2 separate regions of the Oryctolagus cuniculus genome follow, and region 1 is linked to region 2. A link is a contact called in public Micro-C data. All regions are on one chromosome and are shown on one strand. Each heading gives the region's core, a stretch centred on a gene start, on an enhancer-like site or on the middle of the called end of the contact. The rest is flanking DNA. Distances are from core to core; before and after follow the strand shown.

Region 1 (4,239 bases), core at 109-2,608, 180 kb after region 2:
AGTGCTTCTTGTCCCCATTATTAACCTTACTCAAAAGTCTTACTTCAGAACACCTTCAAGGAATTTCATGTGTTTTTCTGGCATAGAAGGACTTAATACCTCATTGCTTTCACTTATTAATTTGCCATTGAGTAAGTCACTTTATTATGTGCCTTTGCAAGTAGTAAGATTCTTAAGGACAAGAGCAGTATCTCTATTTACATAATGCAATAAAACCCCCCTCTCACATCTTCACACTATAGTACCAAGTCCCTCCAATTCTGAACTCTGGAGCTTCATTAATGTTATTCAGAGAATCAAGCAATATAATTTAACTCCAAATTATAAAGCTGGATAAAATTGAAATATCCATGTAATGTCCAGCAGGTACAAGGGTATTTTCCCTCATCAAGTTTCAGCCTCCTCAATAATTTCTCCTTCAATAGCATGAATTTTTCATGCACACCTTCTCTTCTAGTCACAAAATTCTAAAATCCCTCCATCAGAAAATCCCTCTTCCATCCGTCATCTCCCCCTTAATTCCACCAACCTGAGCAATGTTCATGCTATACCTGTCTCACTTAGCCCATTGCAATACTTTTCTGATGGCTCTGAATCCAAATTATTAGTAATATCCGTCCTGTGTTCCTCCTCCTGCTACATTTCCAAACATTCATATGAATTTAACTTACTCATTCAAAACATTGTATGCAGAATAAAGTCCAAACTCCTTACTAAGACATTCAAGATTCTCTGCATATTGGCCTTGTTTTTCTAGTTGGCTAGCTCACTGGAATTAGTAGTATATTTCTTTTTAAAAAAGACCTGGGATAGGCCGGCGCCGCGGCTCACTAGGCTAATCCTCCGCCTAGCGGCGCCGGCACACCGGGTTCTAGTCCCGGTCGGGGCGCCGGATTCTGTCCCGGTTGCCCCTCTTCCAGGCCAGCCCTCTGCTGTGGCCAGGGAGTGCAGTGGAGGATGGCCCAGGTGCTTGGGCCCTGCACCCCATGGGAGACCAGGAAAAGCACCTGGCTCCTGGCTCCTGCCATCGGATCAGCGCGGTGCGCCGGCCGCAGCGCGCCGACCGCGGCGGCCATTGGAGGGTGAACCAACGGCAAAAGGAAGACCTTTCTCTCTGTCTCTCTCTCTCACTGTCCACTCTGCCTGTCAAAAAAAAAAATAAAATAAAAAAAAAATAAAAAAAAAATAAAAAATAAAAAAGACCTGGGATATTGCAATAAGCTGTATTTCTATATTATGTGTGTGTGCCCAAATGTGCACACATGTGTGCATGTATAATAGGATCTATAACATTACTTTCATAGGGGATTGTTCAGCTGGAAATATTCTCAAAGAAAAAACAGAGTCAGATAGTAGAGGTAAAAACATTTTAATCAGGAATTATTGCAATAGGAGACCTCAGTATAGAGTTGGGCTCAATTCTGGGTACAAAACACAGAGATTTATAGCCAAACAGAAGACAGAGGTGGCCGAGTGGAAAATTACCAAAAGGAAACATAGAGGATGGAAAAAGATTTTGGTAAAACAGATCTAAAAGGATTCTTCCTGAAGGCAGGCTAGGGCAGTCAGATACCTAGGGTAGGGGGAGGCAGAATTTGATTAGGTATCAAGAATAGTCAGATATGAAGGGTTATAGGTTCTCTATAAATCATTTTACAACTGGATAGCTGGCGCCACAAGGTCAGATGCCAAAGTCAAAGATTAGCTGAGAAGGCTTAGAATAATCTGAGCAAAGAAGGGAGGAAGAGAGTCATTGTCAACGTGTTCACACATACAGACAGAGGCTCCCAAGGCCACCGGAGCAGTGTCCCTATCTTTTAGGCAAAACGGCAGCCACAAAGGTTGACTGTGGACAATTCGGAGGTTTCCTGTAGCCTGGGAACTGGAAGACAGTACTAATTTACTTTGAATATCTGATCTGATCCCTTAATTTATGGGAGCTACAATGATTAAAAACACGACAGAGGGGGAGGGAGAGGGCGAAAGAGCGAGCGACCCTGTGTTTTACCACTCACAGCCTCAGTCTTATTATCAGACAACTGTCTTAATATAAGCCTTTTAGGAGAAAAGTGCTTACACCGAGTATCGGTGCAATCGGATCAAATACACAGAGCAGCTTAAATTCCCAGGACGGCTGCAGCAAGGGACAGCCCCTCAAGTCTCGCGAGATAGCCTGCCAGGCGCCCGCTTTTCCCTCACTCTCGCGAGAGTCTTGGTCTTCAGCTTTCAGCGGAGACCGCAGCGGCGTCTCCTGGGGCAACAGCCATGGCGGCCGCGCTGTCCGAGCACCTTTTCTCGCTGGAGCTGTTGGTAGACTGCGTGCGTCTCCGAGCCGGGCTGCAGTCGCCGATCTCGGGTGCAGGGGAGGAGGAGGAGGAGCAGGAGGGGGCCTCGCAGACGCGCGACCTGTGCCCCGCCGTGGCCTTCCGCCTGCTGGACTTCCCCACGCTGCTGGTTTACCCTCCAGGAGGCCCCGCCGCGCCTGCCCCGGAACCCCGGCACGGCGTGATCAGCTTCGGTCGCGGCAAGTCCTGTCTCTTCCGCTTCCACCCTGCCTCTCTGCACCGCCTCCTCCTTCGGACTCCCCTTTACACCTTGCTGCTGCAGCTGCCTCCCGGCCGCCCGACGCCCACCCCACAGCTCCTGGGGTCCTGCAACGTCTCGCTGGCGTCCGCGGCCCACGAGGTCGTAGGGCCGGCAGCCTCCGGGTGCTCCCAGGGCCTCCGGGGAAGTTTCCCCCTGCGTAACCGGGCGGGGGAGCAGATCGGGGACATTGTGCTGGCCTACCGCCTGACTGACCTGGGCAGCCGCTTGCTGGGCCATCTTGAGCGGCCCATCAAGGCCACCACCTGCGCAGGTGGAGTGGCGGGCAGAGAGGTGCAGGAGGCAGAGGAGGTCCGTTCTCAGACCCCACAAGAAAAACAGCAGCTGGAGCAGCTAGCCTCAGAGCCCAGCCCGAGAGTTGCTGCTAGACCTCCGGGAGGGCTAAAAACCCCAAAGGCTTTGAAGGATATAGTGTCCCACAGTGAGGCCACCTCTGTTAACAGAGGTTCAGCAGAGAATGGCAAAACTGACTCTCTTACTTGTGAAAATGCTAGCAATGGGCGGAGTATCGGCCCCCTGAATCAGGAAGTCACAGAGTTGGATGTTGAAAGCAACATATTTTGCCCTCCTCCTCTGTTTTACACTCACAGGAGCCAAGAAAAGACGACTCCTGCACGAGTGACAATCACCATAGAACCTCAAGTGAATGAATCTGAGGAAGTGGATAGTGCTTTTCCGGAGAAAAACCTTGTAAATTCCCCAACGCATGGGAGTTCTTCAAAACACACAAATTCTGCCACTTATGAGACTCTCCCAATACTTAAAAATCCTCCACAGATTCAGGATATAGGAGCAGTTAATCAAACTGCAAGTAACTCTCAAACTGAACAAAATAGAGTTAATATTATAAGGCAGTTGCCTTTGTTAAATGCTTTGCTAGTTGAGTTGTCTGTCTTATATAACCAACCCATGACAAGCCCTACTCAGATACATCCTCACCTAGCCTGGTTATATAGAACTGAGGATCAAAAGGCACCAGAATCTTCTGCCAGATCCACCTGTCAGCCTGAATCTAAGAAGGAGAAGCTTTCTATGGGGGAACAGGAAAAGTCAGAGACTCTTCAGCATGAAAAAAAACAAGTTGAAAACCATAAGAAATGTACATATTTTGAAAAGAAAAGTGGTGACCCCCCAAAAAGAGTTAAAAGGGGGAGACTTCTTTATGGCTTAACAAATACACTAAGGCTACGGTTAAAGCAGACAAATCCTGATATGTTGGTAGTACACGAGAAGAGAGAACAGTTTAGAAAAATGCAAGCGCAAATGTTGGGTACAAGCAGAATGCCATCACCCAAAGTTAAATTATTAAATTTTGCAGAACAAAGTGAGAAGCCATATCTGTTGTCCAGAGATAAGTATGTAGATCCAGATGCATCTGTAGCTGAAAATAGTGATACCGCAAGGCAGATCAGTGGAGTTTTTGATGAGCTCAGCACAAATAAAGAAACTAAGCTGGAATGTGTAACTGAAACAATGACAGTTGGTTGTGGTGCAGTTAAAGCCAATAATGATTCATCAAAAGAAACTGTGAGTCCTATAAATTCTGTTATGCCAGAAGAGTTTATTCATACAAACATTTTGGGAGGAAAAATGGGAATGAGAATCCAGAGTCCATTTAATTTCCAACAGGATGCT
Region 2 (4,040 bases), core at 557-3,056:
ATATTCCCAGGACGCGGTCAAACTACCCGTTCTGACGAAGGGGACCGCAGGAGGCCCGGCAGCGGAGGGGGTCCGAGCGCTGCACACCGGCGGCCGCGCAAAGTGGGAAGAAAGGTCGAGCTGAGTGAGAAGGGCGCTCGCCCGCTGCTCGGGGTCTCACAACAAGGGGGCCGTCCCGGCGAGCGCGCGGAGAGCGGCGCCGCCGCAAGTTCCTCGGTCCCCAGCCCGGCGCGCCGGGGAAGCCGCGACCCCGGTCTCCCCGACCCTCAATCACAGCCCAGCCCGGGCACCTGGTTGAGGTCCTCCTCGGTCCCCGTGTCACCGCGACGGTGCCCTGATAACTTGGAGAGAACCAGCGGCCGCGGCTCCCTCGTCCACCCTCGGCTGGCAAGCGTGGCGCATCTGCCAGCCGGACCCCGCGCTCCGCGACCCCGCCGCCGTCACCCCTCAGACGCTCCCGCGAAGGGCAACCCCTTACCCTCCGGGACCGTCGCAGAAGCGCCCAGACACGCACCTCGGGAACGCCGTCCTCCGAGACCTGCTACAGCCCGCGCGCGTCTGGCGGCGCGTACCGGGGCAGCTGCCTTGCCGCCCGCCGCTGCCCCGGGCTGCCCATCGGCCCGGACTCTGCCCGCGCCGGACTCCGGCGGAGGCGGCCCGGACCCGCCGGCTGCCGCTGGAGCTCTCGGCCTGTGAACAGGCAGGCGGCCGGCGGGGGCGCGGCGCTCCTCCTCCGTCTTCCTCCTCCTCCCGTTCCGCCGACTCCTCCCGGGCTCCCCGTCTGCCGCGCCGGCTCCCGACGCCGCCGCCCGCCTGCCGGGCGGCACCGCCCCTCGCCCGCTCTGCGGCCTCCCATTGGCCGCAGCCTGCAGGCCCCCTCGGCCCCGCCCTGCGATTGGGCGCGGGCGCCGTCTGTCCCACCGCCCGCGGGGCTCGGGGCGCAGCCGGTGCGCTGTTCCCAGGCCCCGCGGCGCGCGGGAGCGGCGCGTCCGGGAGGGGCATCGAGTCCCTTCCCCGGGGAGTGGGCTGTGGGGGCCGCTGTGAACCTGGAACCCTGACTCCGGGCGACCCGTCACTGCTGCCGACCGGACTCTCTTTCGCTCCTCTGGAGAAGTTAAAAACCCCAAATCCGGCTCCGATCCGTCCCCTTGCTGCAGATGCGACCCCGCCCGGCCCTCTGCTCACCGGAGACAGGACGGACTCGCTGGCCCGGCGCTCCGGTCCCTGCGACTCGGGAGCCTCAGCGCCCCCGGCCGGGACAACACGCACAGCCGTGGGCACGGAGCGGCACCTGCCACGGCCTCGCAACCGGCCAAACGGTTCGACTCACTTTGTTCAGAAGAGCCCCGGCGGAGCGCGCCTTCGTGTGCGGGCCCCAGGGGTGCGGGAGGGTGCACGTAGAAACGCTTTAGGAAATGGAAAAGGGATTATGGTGGAGGAGAGGCCTTTCCGAAACGGGAGGCACGCAGGGAGAGGCTGGGAGTCCCCGCGTCCCCCGGCCCAGCCCAGGACGTCTCTCCCCGCCCGCCAGCGGTGCTCAGCCAGGAGAGAAATGTTCTTAGATCCTTATCTCAACAACGAGGAAATGAACTTTTTAGACCCATAGTGTCTGCTTTCCGAGGTAATGTTGATCACCCGGGAGAAAGCATTACTTGACGCTATCGATTTACACAGCTTGCCACTTGACTTGGACCCTGAAAGATGAGGAATCGCAGAAGAATGCCTTATGCTAGACTGGAGTTGACTCTGCCTGAGAGGTATGGTGGGAGTCACCTACCAGCAGGAGGCTTAGGTGGCCCGCGACTTCCCTTCCAGCCACTCCGCAGGGTTTCCGGAGCAGGCTGTATTCCCTGAGACTGAACCGGAGATGTCAGTTCCTCAGAGGCAGAATTCTTCCTGAAGAGATAAGGTTATCTCCACTTCCCTATCAGAAACACTTCCTAGAACACAACCCCCTTAAAAGTTACAGGCTGTCCCTCCCATGCTTTATCTTTGAGATCTAAAGCATACATACACGGTGTACAGTCTTTTATATCTTTTTCAAATAAGCATGACACCTGGGAATGGGTACAATGAAAACTGTCAAATAGCACCTCTATGACTACAAAATTTCTGGCTTCCCCAGGTTTTGATGGGCTTCCCAACTCTCACCCTATGATCATCTTTTATCAGATTGTTATGGATTCGTTCAGCCAACATTTATGGAGACCCTGTGAGCTTATAAAAATGCATGGGACACAGGCTCTGCTTTTCAGCAGTTCATCTCACACTCTCCTGACATTGCAGATGCTTTTGGAGAAGGAAGAACAAAAATCCCACAAAAGTAGTCATAAAGAGACTTTTCCTGGGTGTGTGTGGGGGTGCCTGGGGAGGAGCCTTCCCTTCATACATCAGGTGACGGTACTCCTTACACCCCACAGTGTTGCACATGCCTGTCCCATTATTCTGTAAGGGCCATGAGGAGAAGAACTGTGTCTGCCCTCCAACGTGTTGCTGTAGCACAAAGCCAATCCTGAACCATTGCGATAGGTCTTGCTGCATTGTCTAATAGAGGAGAGAAACATAGCCCTTTCATGTCCCTATGTGACCATTGTACATGAAGTCTGACCAGACATTCTCAGTGACAATGCTGGCCACAGTTCTCTTCCTCTGTCACTTTCCAGCCCTCTTTTTCTGTTTTGCAAACTAAAATTAAATATCTAAGCCCTTAGCTCCACTACCAAAGTTGGCAGCAATTTTTTACAATGTAGGTAATTGTGCAAACCGTTGTGTGCCTTTGTGAAAGTCCTTAAAGAGTTTCTGACAAGGCCGGTGCTGTAGTGCAGCGGGTTAGAACCCCAGCCTGAGTGCTGGCATCCCATATGGGCACCAGTTTGAGTCCTGTCTGCTCCACTTCTGATCCAGCCCCCTGCTAATGCACCTGGGAAAGCAGCAGAGGATGGCCCATGTCCTTGGGCCCTGAACCCACATGGGAGACCCAGAAGAAGCTCCTGGCTCCTGGCTTCGAATCAGCTCAGCTCTTGCCATTGCGGCTATTTAGGGACTGAACCAACAGATGGAAGACCTCTCTCTCTCTGTCTCTATCTCTCTGTAACTCTTTCAAACAAATAATAATAAATCGTAAAGAGAGAGAGAGAGAGAGAGAGAGAGACTATCCCAGAACTCAGAGCTGCAAGCAACCCTCCCGGATCAGAACGTGCCTGCCCTCAGCAAGCAGGCACTGCGCCCTTTTCTCTTGCCTGAACAGCGCCTTTCAGAACAATGGTGATGCAAACAAGGGCCTCAGCATATCCTTCTGAAGAATTCTTGTTCTAAAGCTATAAATTTTGCTGGTTTAAAAAAAAATTGACTATGAGGTATGAAATTATATTTGCCTGAGAGCTAGAGAGAACGATCATATGTTTTTATCTTCTCACTTTCACCTTTCCCCAAGCTAAGATTTCCTCTCGCTTTCTCCCCAAGCCTCATTTGCTATCCCTCAAAAGTCTTCTGTGGTGGATTTCAGCAGGCTCTAGAGGGTTCTAAAGAAACAAACTCAAGGAATTAATTCTCTTTGCAATTCTGATTCAGCACATCAACTCCTGAAATAATTCCAACATCAGTCTACCTATTTTTCTCTAAGAAAAATAAAAGGCATTGAGTTCAAAGACATACCAGCTGTCTTCTCAGTTCCAAGGTTTTGAGCTTGTTGGCTGACCTTGCCTGGGACTTGTATCTATTTACTTTTGAAATGAGCAAAATAGAGGTTTTATTTTCTTGATGCACTACAGCAAGAGTCTGCTTACAGATGACTGTAATAAACCTGAATGGCTAAGTCAAAGAAGGGTTTCTATTCCCACCTTTATCTCTCCCTTCCCTTTTCTGCTGCCAACCCTCTTCCTAACTATTTCTTTTATGTTAAATGAACGTCCATCATTTGCAACGAATAGGTATTGATTGTATACTATGTGCAGGGGATTACGTATAGACTCAAAGGACTCAAGGACTGTTTGCCAGAGGGTGAATTTCATGACATGGGGCAGCACTCAAGAGTGGGTGCT

Evidence for each region. Hi-C and Micro-C count contacts between places; a contact is called where the count stands out from the background.
Region 1: a Micro-C map of ear pinna shows a contact between it and region 2, with 2.8 times the contacts expected there. The contact joins the promoter of MAP10 here to the promoter of SIPA1L2 in region 2. A contact is called at or near these places in 3 of 6 Hi-C or Micro-C datasets (ear pinna, skin fibroblasts and an unstated tissue).

The regions. Positions count from the first base shown.
Region 1 is chr13:52,256,178-52,260,416 of mOryCun1.1, forward strand. It overlaps MAP10 (microtubule associated protein 10), which reads left to right and starts at 1,359. Exons shown (of 1, transcript XM_008268256.4): 1 at 1,359-4,239. The coding sequence starts at 2,266. All of the region lies in intron 4 of LOC103350933 (a long non-coding RNA gene), which reads right to left.
Region 2 is chr13:52,072,955-52,076,994 of mOryCun1.1, forward strand. It overlaps SIPA1L2 (signal induced proliferation associated 1 like 2), which reads right to left and starts at 1,807. Exons shown (of 23, transcript XM_070055527.1): 1 at 1,778-1,807.